2 separate regions of the Sus scrofa genome follow, and region 1 is linked to region 2. The links are chromatin contacts, called in public Hi-C maps. All regions are on one chromosome and are shown on one strand. The core of a region is the stretch at or near the end of the contact, and the rest is flanking DNA. Distances in the headings are between cores, read along the strand shown.

What was found. A called contact is a pair of places that touch in the nucleus more often than the background predicts.
Region 1: a contact with region 2 is called in a Hi-C map of omental adipose tissue, with 2.3 times the contacts expected there. The contact joins two enhancer-like sites. A contact is called at or near these places in 1 of 5 promoter capture datasets (liver), 20 of 47 Hi-C or Micro-C datasets (alveolar macrophages, embryonic fibroblasts, fetal heart ventricle and 10 more) and 1 of 2 datasets of contacts at active chromatin or transcription factors (skeletal muscle).

The regions. Positions count from the first base shown.
Region 1 is chr7:115,638,140-115,643,414 of Sscrofa11.1, forward strand. No RefSeq gene overlaps it. Among named protein-coding and RNA genes, the nearest start is that of SERPINA1, 24 kb to the left of the region's middle. Within about 2 kb of position 3,667, at least 2 of the 83 cell types and tissues checked have an H3K27ac peak or open chromatin away from gene starts, as enhancers often do. A contact at or near this core is called in omental adipose tissue, where this site is marked.
Region 2 is chr7:115,381,303-115,386,693 of Sscrofa11.1, forward strand. No RefSeq gene overlaps it. Among named protein-coding and RNA genes, the nearest start is that of ISG12(A), 27 kb to the left of the region's middle. Within about 2 kb of position 1,394, at least 6 of the 83 cell types and tissues checked have an H3K27ac peak or open chromatin away from gene starts, as enhancers often do. A contact at or near this core is called in omental adipose tissue, where this site is marked.

The sequences.
Region 1 (5,275 bases), core at 2,417-4,916, 260 kb after region 2:
TTGGTTTCCTTTGGCCAGTTTTCTTAGTGTATTTCTCACACCTGACTGGACACAGGACCCTCCCCATATGCATGCGCATCTTTTGGCAAAGATGGATTCCAGAGCAAGGCCTTATGGGAAGGTTAGCTCAACTTATTATGGCCTGGCACCCCGCGTCCCTTTCTGACCCAGAGAGATCTTTATGCATATGTGGATTGGGGGTCTTCCTAACCCTAGCCCTAACCCTAACCCTAACCCTAACCCTAACCCTAGCCCTAACCCTAGCCCTAACCCCAACCTGAGAATGGGAAGTATGTGACCTCTTGATCTCTTGCCCAAGCAGGGCTTAGCCCACCTCTGCCCCTGCCATTACCATTGTTTAAAGTGTCCGCAGAAGACAAACTCGAGTTATTTACCTTGTGCCTGTGTTACTTCTATCTTGAAGTATAAACAGGTGGCTGGTTGGAAATGTCTACCCTGGAGCCCACCTATCTCCTGCCTCAACTGCGGGACTATAATCTTTATAACCCTAGGAGATGGGAGGGGCTCACACTCACTCCAGCCTTCTCCCCAACACTATTTTATTTTATCGTGCCGCAAACAGAGCCCAATGAGTGACGGTTTCACTCCACGGGGAATGCAGAAAGTTGGCGTAAGGGTTGTCAAGGTCTCTGGGACTCTTGGCTCAGAGTCGATAGTATAGGAATTCATATACAAACGCACAATCTTTGCACCTGGACAGGTCCGCTGCCCCTCATCCTCACACATATGACACCATTATACAGCTATTGTCATAGGTCATTACCTGCCATCCATTACATTCTATCTACATTTAACCCCACAAGAAAACCTTAGAATTTTAGCTTTAAATAGGCATAGCTATTTTGAAGACCTTGAGGGAAAAAAAATAGCTTTTTATGTTACCCATTTATTTACAAGTTTAGAACTTCCTCATCTGTTCCTGAAGATCCAGTTTCCCTCAGTATCATCTGAAGAATTTTCTGTAGTTTCTGGTGGCAGTGAACAGTTTTCGTTTTTCCTTTTCAGAAATTTTCATCATTTGCCTTTTTTCTTGAAGGACATTTTCTCTATAATTCTGGGCTGATCATTCTTTTCTTTCAGCACGGTAAAGATGCTATTCTATTGTCTTCTTATTCTGACGAGATGTCTGTGAAAATTCGTACTGTTATGATATATCATTTTGTTTCTGGCCAGTTTCAAGGTTTTCTCTCTAATTTTGGTTTTTGGCAGCTGTTGGACTGTCATGTACCTAGGCATGATTTATTTATTTCTTTTTTAGTCTTACTTATCCCATTTCAAGTTCATTGAGATTCTTGAATCTGTACATTCATGACTTCTGCCAAAGTTTGGAAGTTTGGGCCATTATATACTTTCTACTCCATTTTCTCTCTCTTATGCTTCTGGTACTCCAATTTTTGATATCTGAAATTTTTTGACATTGTAACAAAGTTTCCTGAGCCTGACACTTTTTCAATCTCTTTTCTTTTCATCAGAATGGATAATTCTATTGATAGATCTTCAAGTTACATATGCTTATTTCTTCATCCTTTCCATTCTGCTCTTAAGGTCATTTGGTGAATTTTTATTTTTTAGATAATGCATTTTTCAGTACTAAAATTTTCATTTGGTTATTTCTTATACACACACACACTCTCTCTCATTCCTGAAATTTCCTGTTTTTCATTCTTTGGGGGGCAAATTGTCATTTTCCTCAGTGAACATAATTATGTCAGCTGTTTTAAAATCATTGGCAATGCTGGAGAAGGTGTGGAGAAAAGGGACCCCTCCTACACTGTTGGTGGGAATGTAAAGTGGTGCAACCACTATGGAAAACAGTATAGAAGTTCCTTAAAAATCTAAATATAGGAGTTTCCATTGTGGCTCAGTGCTAACAAACCCAACTAGTATCCGTCAAGATGCAGGTTCGATCCTTGGCCTTCCTCAGGGGTTAAGGATCCCTCATTGCTGTGAGTTGTGGTGTAGATTGCAGATACAGCTTGGATCCCATGTTGTTGTGGCTGTGGTGTAGGCTGGCAGCTGCACCTCTGATTCAATTCCTAGCCTGCGAACTTCCATATGCCTCAGGTGCAGCCCTAAAAAGCAAACAAAATAAAACACTAAGTATAGAACTACCATACCATCCAGCAATCCTACTCCTGGGCAAATATCTTGAGAAAACAATAATTCAAAAGGGTACAGACACCCCAGTGTTCATAGCAATAGCCAAGACATGGAAGCAACCTGAGTGTTCATCAACAAAGGATTGAATAAAGAAGATGTGGTAATATATATGATGGAATATTACTCAGCCATTAAAAAGACTGAAAGAAGGCCATTTGCAGCAACATGGATGGACATAGAGGTGAGCATGCTAAATAAGTCAGACAGAGAAAGACAAATCTCATATGAGGTCATTAACATGTGGAACCTAATAGAAATAACACAAAAGAACATATTCACAAAACAGAAACAGACTCAAAGATTTCAAAACAAAACTATGGTTACCAAAGGGGAAATGTTGGAGGGAGGGATAAATTGGGAGGTTGGGACTGGCATACACACACTACTATATACAAAATCGATGGATAACTAGTACCTACAGTATAGCACAGGGAAATCTACTCAGAGCTCTGTAATGGCCCATATGGAAACGGACTTGAGTCTGTTTCTGTTTTGTGAATAAGTTCTTTTGTAGTATTTCTATTAGGTTCCACATATTAATGACCTCCTATGAGATTTGTCTTTCTCTGTCTGACTTATTCAGCATGCTCATCTCTATGTCCGTCCATGTTGCTGCAAATGGCCTTCTTTCAGTCTTTTTAATGGCTGAGTAATATTCCATCATATATATTACCACATCTTCTTTATTCACTCCTTTGTTGATGAACACTTTACTACACATCTGAAGCTAACACAATATTGTAAGTTAATCATACTCTAATAGAATTTAAAAAAGAGTTATTGGCTCTTTGTGTTTTGAGTAAATTTGGATTGAATCCTGGACATTGTGAGCATTATAGTGTGAAGACTTTGGGTTTTGTTATATTTCTCTGAGAAGCGTTGTGGTTTTGTTTCAGTAGAGGGTTAACTAGGTCAGACTTACGGCAGCATAGATAAATCTCATACATGTAATATTGAATGAAAGAAGCTTGACATAAAAAGTTATGTGTTGTGTCATTCCATTTAGGTAAAGTTCAAAGCTGCTCTTACTAATCTGGGCTGTTAGAAGTCAGGAGGCTTATGACCTTTGAGGGTAAATTAATGTTTTGAATGGAGCATAACAGGGTGGGATGGGAATGACCATCAAGATAATGAATAAGAACATAACTCCCTGCCCCAAGGGACCCAGTGTCATTGCACGTCCACCTTCATCTTTCACATGGTCAGGCAGTAACTGATCTGCTTGCTCTCACTACAGATTACTTTGCATCTTCTAGGATTTTTATAAATAGAATTACACATGATAGACCTCTTTTGGGTCTGATTTCTTTCAATTAGCATCTGTGTACTTTTTTTTTTTTTTAATGGCCATGCCTGCAGCATGCTGAAGTTCCTGGGCCAAGGATTAAACCTGAGCCACAGTAATGACCACACAAATCCTTACCTGCTAGACCACCAGGAAACTCCCAGCACATGTGTATCTTCTTTGGTGAAATGCCTTTATGGCAGCACCCATGGCATAGGGAAGTTCCCAGGCCAGAGACTGAAATCTGAGCCATAGCTGTGATCTACACTGTAGCCATGGCAATGCTGGATCCTTTAACCCACTGGACTGGGGCAGGGATCAAACTCTTGCCTCCGCAGTGACCAGAGCCACAGTAGTCGGATTCTTAATGCACTGAGCCACAGTAGGAATTCCTTTTGGCCCATATTTTTAACTGAGATTATTTTTGTTTTCTCATTATTCAGTATTGAGGGTTCTTATGCAGAAGACAAGTGCTTTATAGATATGTGATTTTCAAATATTGTCCCCAAATGGTGTCTTGTCTTTTCACTCAGTTCACAGTATTGTTCAAAGGGAGAAGTTCTTAATTTTGACGAATTTCCACTGAATTCACTTATTCTCTCTGGATTGTTCTTTTGGTGTCACATGGTAGCATTTTATTTTATTTTTTGCAGTTGCACTGGATCTATACATCAATTTGGTGGAACTGACATCATCACAATGTTGAGTCTTCTGACGTATGCAAGTCCCTTCTGCGACAAAAAGAAACGGAAAGCTATGAAAAGACATAAATCCGAGTATGGGTTTCCTGGGCAGCTTCAAGCACGTCACTTCCCCACTCTGAGCCTGTTTCCTTTTCTGTAATCAAAGGGGAATAATGCTCTGGGTGATTAAGGCACATAATGATAGAACAGCTGGCAGCATTTCAAGGATAACAATGCACTTTCCACGTGATGAATGTTATTCCTTTATACTCTGGGTGGGTTTGTTAAAATGAATGTGCAGGAGAGAAGGCATGGTGCCATTTGGGTATTATATTTTATCCTCTTCCTCCTCTCATTCTAATCACAGCAACCGTCACCATTACCCAGGACTAAGCCTTCCCGGCGTGTTTCCATGTATTCACAAAGTCAGACATCAGCCTCATTTTGTGATCACCCCAGTTTGATGTCCATTAAATCGCATTCACAGCATCTCCTCTCTGATTGAGTCATTGTAGTTCGAGTCTAATTCCCAAGTTTTTCCATTTCCTTCTACATGCTGCCTACTTTTCTGGCTGCTCCCGTGGATTCTGGTTTCTGTTTTCTTCCTCCTCCCTAGGTCATGTCTCTTTTACTAACCTGATGTTTCATTTTTAGCTGCCACACGGGCTGGCCCCAGGGCTAGTTCTTGCTTCACTTCCCTGGGTTTTGCGCCACCTAGTGGCTGCTTGGATAAGGGGTTCTTGGAACGAGGGTTCTACCACTATCTGTGACCAAGCCCAGGCTGGGTCCTGGCACCTGTGTCAGGTGTCCATGAATTCTCTCTCCTAGTATGCAAGCTGCAGCTGTGAGTTTAACATGCTCCCAGGCACTGACTTAGGAAGATTTGGTAAAACATTCTTGTTTCTCTCTCCATCACTCCCTAGACTTAGAACTCAGATTTCACATGTGCCAAATTTATTCTACTTATATCTCTATTTATCCCACTTACATCGAATGGAATACTGCTCTATTAGGATTTAAATTTACTATTTTATATGTGCTTTCTATTTTTTCCTACTTAATAGTCCTTTTCCTTTCCTTTCTTGCCCTATTTAGGACTGAGATTTTTATTATTTCATTTTTCTCA
Region 2 (5,391 bases), core at 144-2,643:
GGTCATAGTCATAGATTCCAGGGGTCGGGACATGGATGCATCTTTGGGGGGCTGCCATTCAACCCACTCCAATAGGCGAGTAACCCACACGTGACAAGTCCCCCAAATGCAACCACCGGGCACCTCTGTATGATGGCTAATTTTATGGGTCAACCTGACTGGGCTAAGGGAGGTCAGATAGAGGGGTAAAACATTTTCTGGGGGTGTCTGTGAAGGTTTCTCAGTTGAGAAGAAGAGATGAACATTTGAATTGGTAGACAGAGTAAAGAAACTTCCCCAACATGGGTGAACACCATCTAACCTGCCAGGGGCTTAAATAGAACACAAAAGGCAAAGGAAGGTCATGTTCAAGTCTCTGCTTGAGCTGAGACAGCCACCTTCTCCTGCCCTGACTCTGGTGCTCTTGCCTCTCAGGCCTCAGACTCAGACTGAACCCACTACCAGCTCCCCTGGGTCTCCAGCTTATAGATGGCAGATCCTCAGGCTTTTTGGCCTCCATAGTCATGTGAGCCAATTTCTCAAATCAATCAATCAATCTATCTTTCTATTCTATGTATCTATGTATCTATCTTTCTTCTATGTATGTATGTATCTATCTTTCTTTTTTTTTTTTTTTTTTTTTTTTTTTTTTTTTGTCTTTTTGCTATTTCTTTGGGCCGTTCCCGCGGCATATGGAGGTTCCCAGGCTAGGGGTCGAATTGGAGCCACAGCCACTGGCCTATGCCAGAGCCACAGCAACGTGGGATCCGAGCCGCGTCTGCAACCTACACCACAGCTCGCGGCAACGCCGGATCGTTAACCCACTGAGCAAGGGCAGGGACTGAACCCGCAACCTCATGGTTCATGGTTCCTAGTCGGATTCGTTAACCACTGCGCCAGGACGGGAACTCCATGTATCTATCTTTCTATTCTATGTATCTATGTATCTATTCTATGCTATGTATGTATGTGTGTATCTATGTATCTGTTCTTTCTATGTATCTAAGTATCTATGCATCTATATATCCTATCTGTATATCTATCTATGTATCTGTGTATCTATCTTTCTATTCTATATAAGTATCTATTCTTTTTATGTATGTATGTATAGATCTAAGTATTTATCTATTCCATCTATGTATCTGTGTGTCTATCTACATATCTATATATCTGTCTATCTTTCTTTCTATTCTATTCTATCTATCCATCCATTTGATTCTGTTTTTCTGGGGAACCCTAACTAAAACACTTCTCTTCCCATTTGACTCCTTCCTACACTTAAGTGCCTTTCTCTTAACACTTGGCACCTGCCTTGTCCCTGCCCCACCCTCACCCAGAGGAAATGGGCTTAGTTCTGGGTCTCCCTTGCCTGCCTCGGTCCAAGGCTAATGTTCTGATCAGCCCTGTCCTGCCTTCCTAAGCTGGGCTTGAGTCTCAGTAACATATATCTGATCCCCAATCTTCTCTCACCTGGAATGCAGATGTGGGCCTTGTTGATCCTTGGTCCTACGTGTCCCTAGCTCTGCAGTCCCTTTTCTGTCTCCCTGTGAACTCTGCTTCCTCTGGGCTTCTTCTACTCAGCTTCCTAGGATGACGTGCAGCTGCTACAACCAGGCTCTGTGGCACCAAGGTACATAGTTACTGCTTTGGGCGCCTGGAGCCGAGAGCACCTGACAGGCCATGTTCGTCTTCAGCCAGAACGAGCTCACACTTTGTAAGGACATCTCACCTTCCCCCTCTTTCCTGCTCTCCTTTTTCTCCCTCCTAATTTCTTTTCCTCCCCTTTTATTTTTTCAATTTCATCACGTGGTATATTGGTTTGCTTCGGCCACAAGAAGTCTGCATAATAAACTATCCCCAAACACAGTGGCTTAAAGCAACAGCCTTTTTTTTCTTCTTCTTCTTCTTTCCTTTCTTTTCTTTTCTTTTCTTTTGGTTCTCCAGGCAGGCTGGGGCAGTTCTGTTATTTGAGGCTGGGCTGGGCTGGATGACTCTGCTTTAAGATTCCCTAATGATCTGTGTGCAGTTGGTGAGGCTCTGACCCACGTGGGTTCAGTCTGGAGTCCAGCTTGATGGGACAGCAGGTGCACAGGGGAAGTTCTTTCCGTAGCTGGCAGAAACATGTGAAGCTTCTTAAGACCTAGGGACTGGCGTGACGTCACTTCTATTCCATCCCATTGGCCAAAGCAAGTCACATGGTCAAGCCCCAGATCTGGGGGTGTGGAATTACCCTGCCTAAATGAGGCCTTGGCAAGGGTGTGGATACAGGGAGGGTGAAGAATCGGGGCCAATAAATCCATCTCCCACACCTGGTCAGTGTGTACTCAATATGTACTATTTATCTTACATGTTGGCTTGTATAGTCCCTGGGTTTTGAATGCACATGTAGGAGCATTTAAAACTAGTGTCTGCAAGCGCTTCTTTAACTTGATTTCCTCAAGGGATCAGTTTCAGCTGCAGAAAGCACAGAGGGCCAGGCTGCCTGTGGTTTCAGCAAAAAAATAGAAGAGCTTTGTCAGAAAAAACAAAAACAAAAGCAAAAAATTCCATCCGCCATGAGTCGGGGCTTTTAGGATCAGGGCCTGGGACGCCATGACTGTGAACTAGACCTTTGATTAGCAGAGCCATCAAAATGCAGCTGCCAGGGCTGAGGTCAAGGACGAGGCCTCTGGGTCAGACTGAAGCTTTCAATTCATCTGCAAGATTGCAGGGAAAAGATGAATAACACAAGCCCTCTGCCAAGAGCCATCCACGCCTTATCTCATTTAATGCTCCCCACAGCCCTGGAAAGTGGGTATTTTTAAACCCACGAAATGGAGCACTTACATCTGTGCAATTAGAATAATTCTCCCTGGGTAATTACTTGAATGGAATTTTGTCGAGTGTGACGCAGTCCATTTCCCAGCATTGCTGGAGAATTTTGAAACATAGGTCAAGAACCCTCACTTTCAGGTTATATCAAGACGCCTGCTTAATAGAAAACCCAGTGTAACAGGAATGTCTCTCATCCACCTGCAGGCAAGGCCTCGAGACAGCCTGGGAGAGCTCCCCAGCCTTCTGCTTTGCAACCTGGAGCATAAGGCTGCTCTGAGGTTCTTCCACTCCCTGGCCGACCTCAGCCTTGGGTCTCCAGGTACCATACATGGGATGCTCTGTGATCTGGGAACAGGCCGAAAACCCACCAGTTCTCCTGGAGGAAGCGGGGACCTTCATGGCCCCAAGCTCTGCGGCTTCTCTTTCCATTGTGTTGGTTGAATGTTCAGATTTCTGCAGGCAGGATGGGAGCCACGTGCTCTTTGTCTGCCTTTGGTCAGCAGGTCTTGGCCACTGGGGAAGAGATGGGCTGGGCGGACTTGACACAGGGCAGCAGAAGGAGCACTGATCCGTTTCCTGCTCTTCTCCGACACTGTATCTTCTCCATCTCCCATCTGGCCATGTCTGGTTACCCCTCACGTTCCTTTTGTCCCACCGAGAAGTGAAATAGCACGACACGGTTTTCTAGTTGAGGAAACCAGGCTCCAGCAGCTTTCCCAAGGCCATGGAGGCAGGTGGGGGCAGAACTGGACTTGAACTAAGAGCTGTGGGCTCCAGACGGCACACCCCTGCTCCCACACCACTCCTAGGCTTGCTGATTATGGCACTTCTCACCCAAATCTCCTGGGGGTCTTGGGAAAAAGCAGGTTCTGATTCAGGGATTCGGCCTAGAGAGGCCTGAGACCCTGCATTTCTAACAAGCTCCTACGTGCTGATGCTGACGCCAGCCCACAGACCACACTGAGTCGCCAGAGTAGAGTGTGTTACAAAGAACTCCTGCTTATATTCTTCTTCTTCTTCATTTTTTTTTAGGGCCATACCGGCAGCGTACAGAAGCTCCGCGGCTAGAGGTCAAATCGGAGCTGCAGCTGCCCACCGACACCACAGCCACACCTACACCACAGTGTGTGGCAACGCTGGAATCTTAACCCACTGAACAAAGCCAGGGATCAAACCTAAACCCTCACAGACACTGTGTCAGGTTTTTAACCTGATGAGCCACAGGGAGAACTCCTTTTTTTTTTTTTTAATATTCTTTTTTCTTCCCCCCCCCACTTTTGGCCACTCCCCAGCACATAGAGTTCCCAGGTCAAGAGTCAGATCCCAGCCACTGTTGCAACTTATGGTGCAGTTGTGGCAAGAAAGGGAGCCTTTGACTCACTGTGCCGGCTGGGATTGAACCTGCATCCTGCAGCTGCAGAGATGCCACCAATCCCAGTGCACCACAGCAGGAACTCCTTCTTTTTTTCTTTCAAGCACAGAGATCTTTTTACTTAAGCAAGTTTTGTGCCCTGGCATAGACACCTATGCAATTTGAATGCGACCCTCTGTTTCACACTGTAACATATGTACTTACTATGTCAAAAATTGAGCAGGTTTGCTAAAGAATTTTTCATTTTTAGAATCTTACCTGTTTGTCTAGGTTTTAATGTTTTCCAATATCACCAACAAATTAAATCATGTATTATTCCTCTTGATCCTTGCTGCAACCCAGCAGGGCTGGCCGGGCCGGAGCGAGTGCATTACATTTGAAAGGCGAGGAGAGTTGGCATGATGTTTCAGAGGCCTCCTGGTAGCAGACAGCCTCAAAATCAGAAGCCAGCCATCTGATTAGGAACCCGATGCCCAGTTGGCCATGCTACTTGGCTGCTAAGATGTAATTGTGTAAAGCTGTGGGCTCTAGCCTGCTGGGCACAGCTCCGTGGCTGCTGCAAATACATTCTATGTGTTTAATATCACCCACGTCCCTGCCTCTGAGAGCAGCCTTGAAATTGTGGTGACTGTCTTATTATTCCCAGGTCCCATTGTTCCTGGCCTAGTGAGGTGCCCCAGTAAAGCGAGAGATTTCGGAAAAGTTGTGCGTGGCCGTGGGTGGAGAGCACACGCATCTCAGAGGGCAGAGCTCCCGGTTTCCCTGGGCAGGATCGAGTGTGCTTTGCGGGCTGTCGTTGGCAGTGGAAAGGGGCCGCATAAATTATACATTGAAGAATAGAGGCAGCTGCGATCTGCCAGCAGTTCTGTGATGGCAGAGATGGTAGACTTCTTTGCTGGGCAGCTCTGGGCTGTGCTGAGGGCACCCAGAAACCTCAAAGACAGATAAGAGATCGAAGCTAGGCGTTCAACTTCTGGATTTCCTGTCGGGAGGGAAACAGGCTTTTCTCTCTGGTCAAAGCTTGCTGGTCCTTCAGCAAAGGACCAGCATGCCCAGAGGTGCAGCTCTTAGGCAGGAAAAGAAGGATGAAAAGGGCCCTATTGGGAGTTCCCCTTGTGATGCAGTGGAAACGAATCTGACTAGTATCCATGAGGATGTGTGTTTGATCCCTGGCCTCACTCAGCAGGTCGGGGATCCAGCATTGCTGTGAGCTGTGGTGTAGGTCG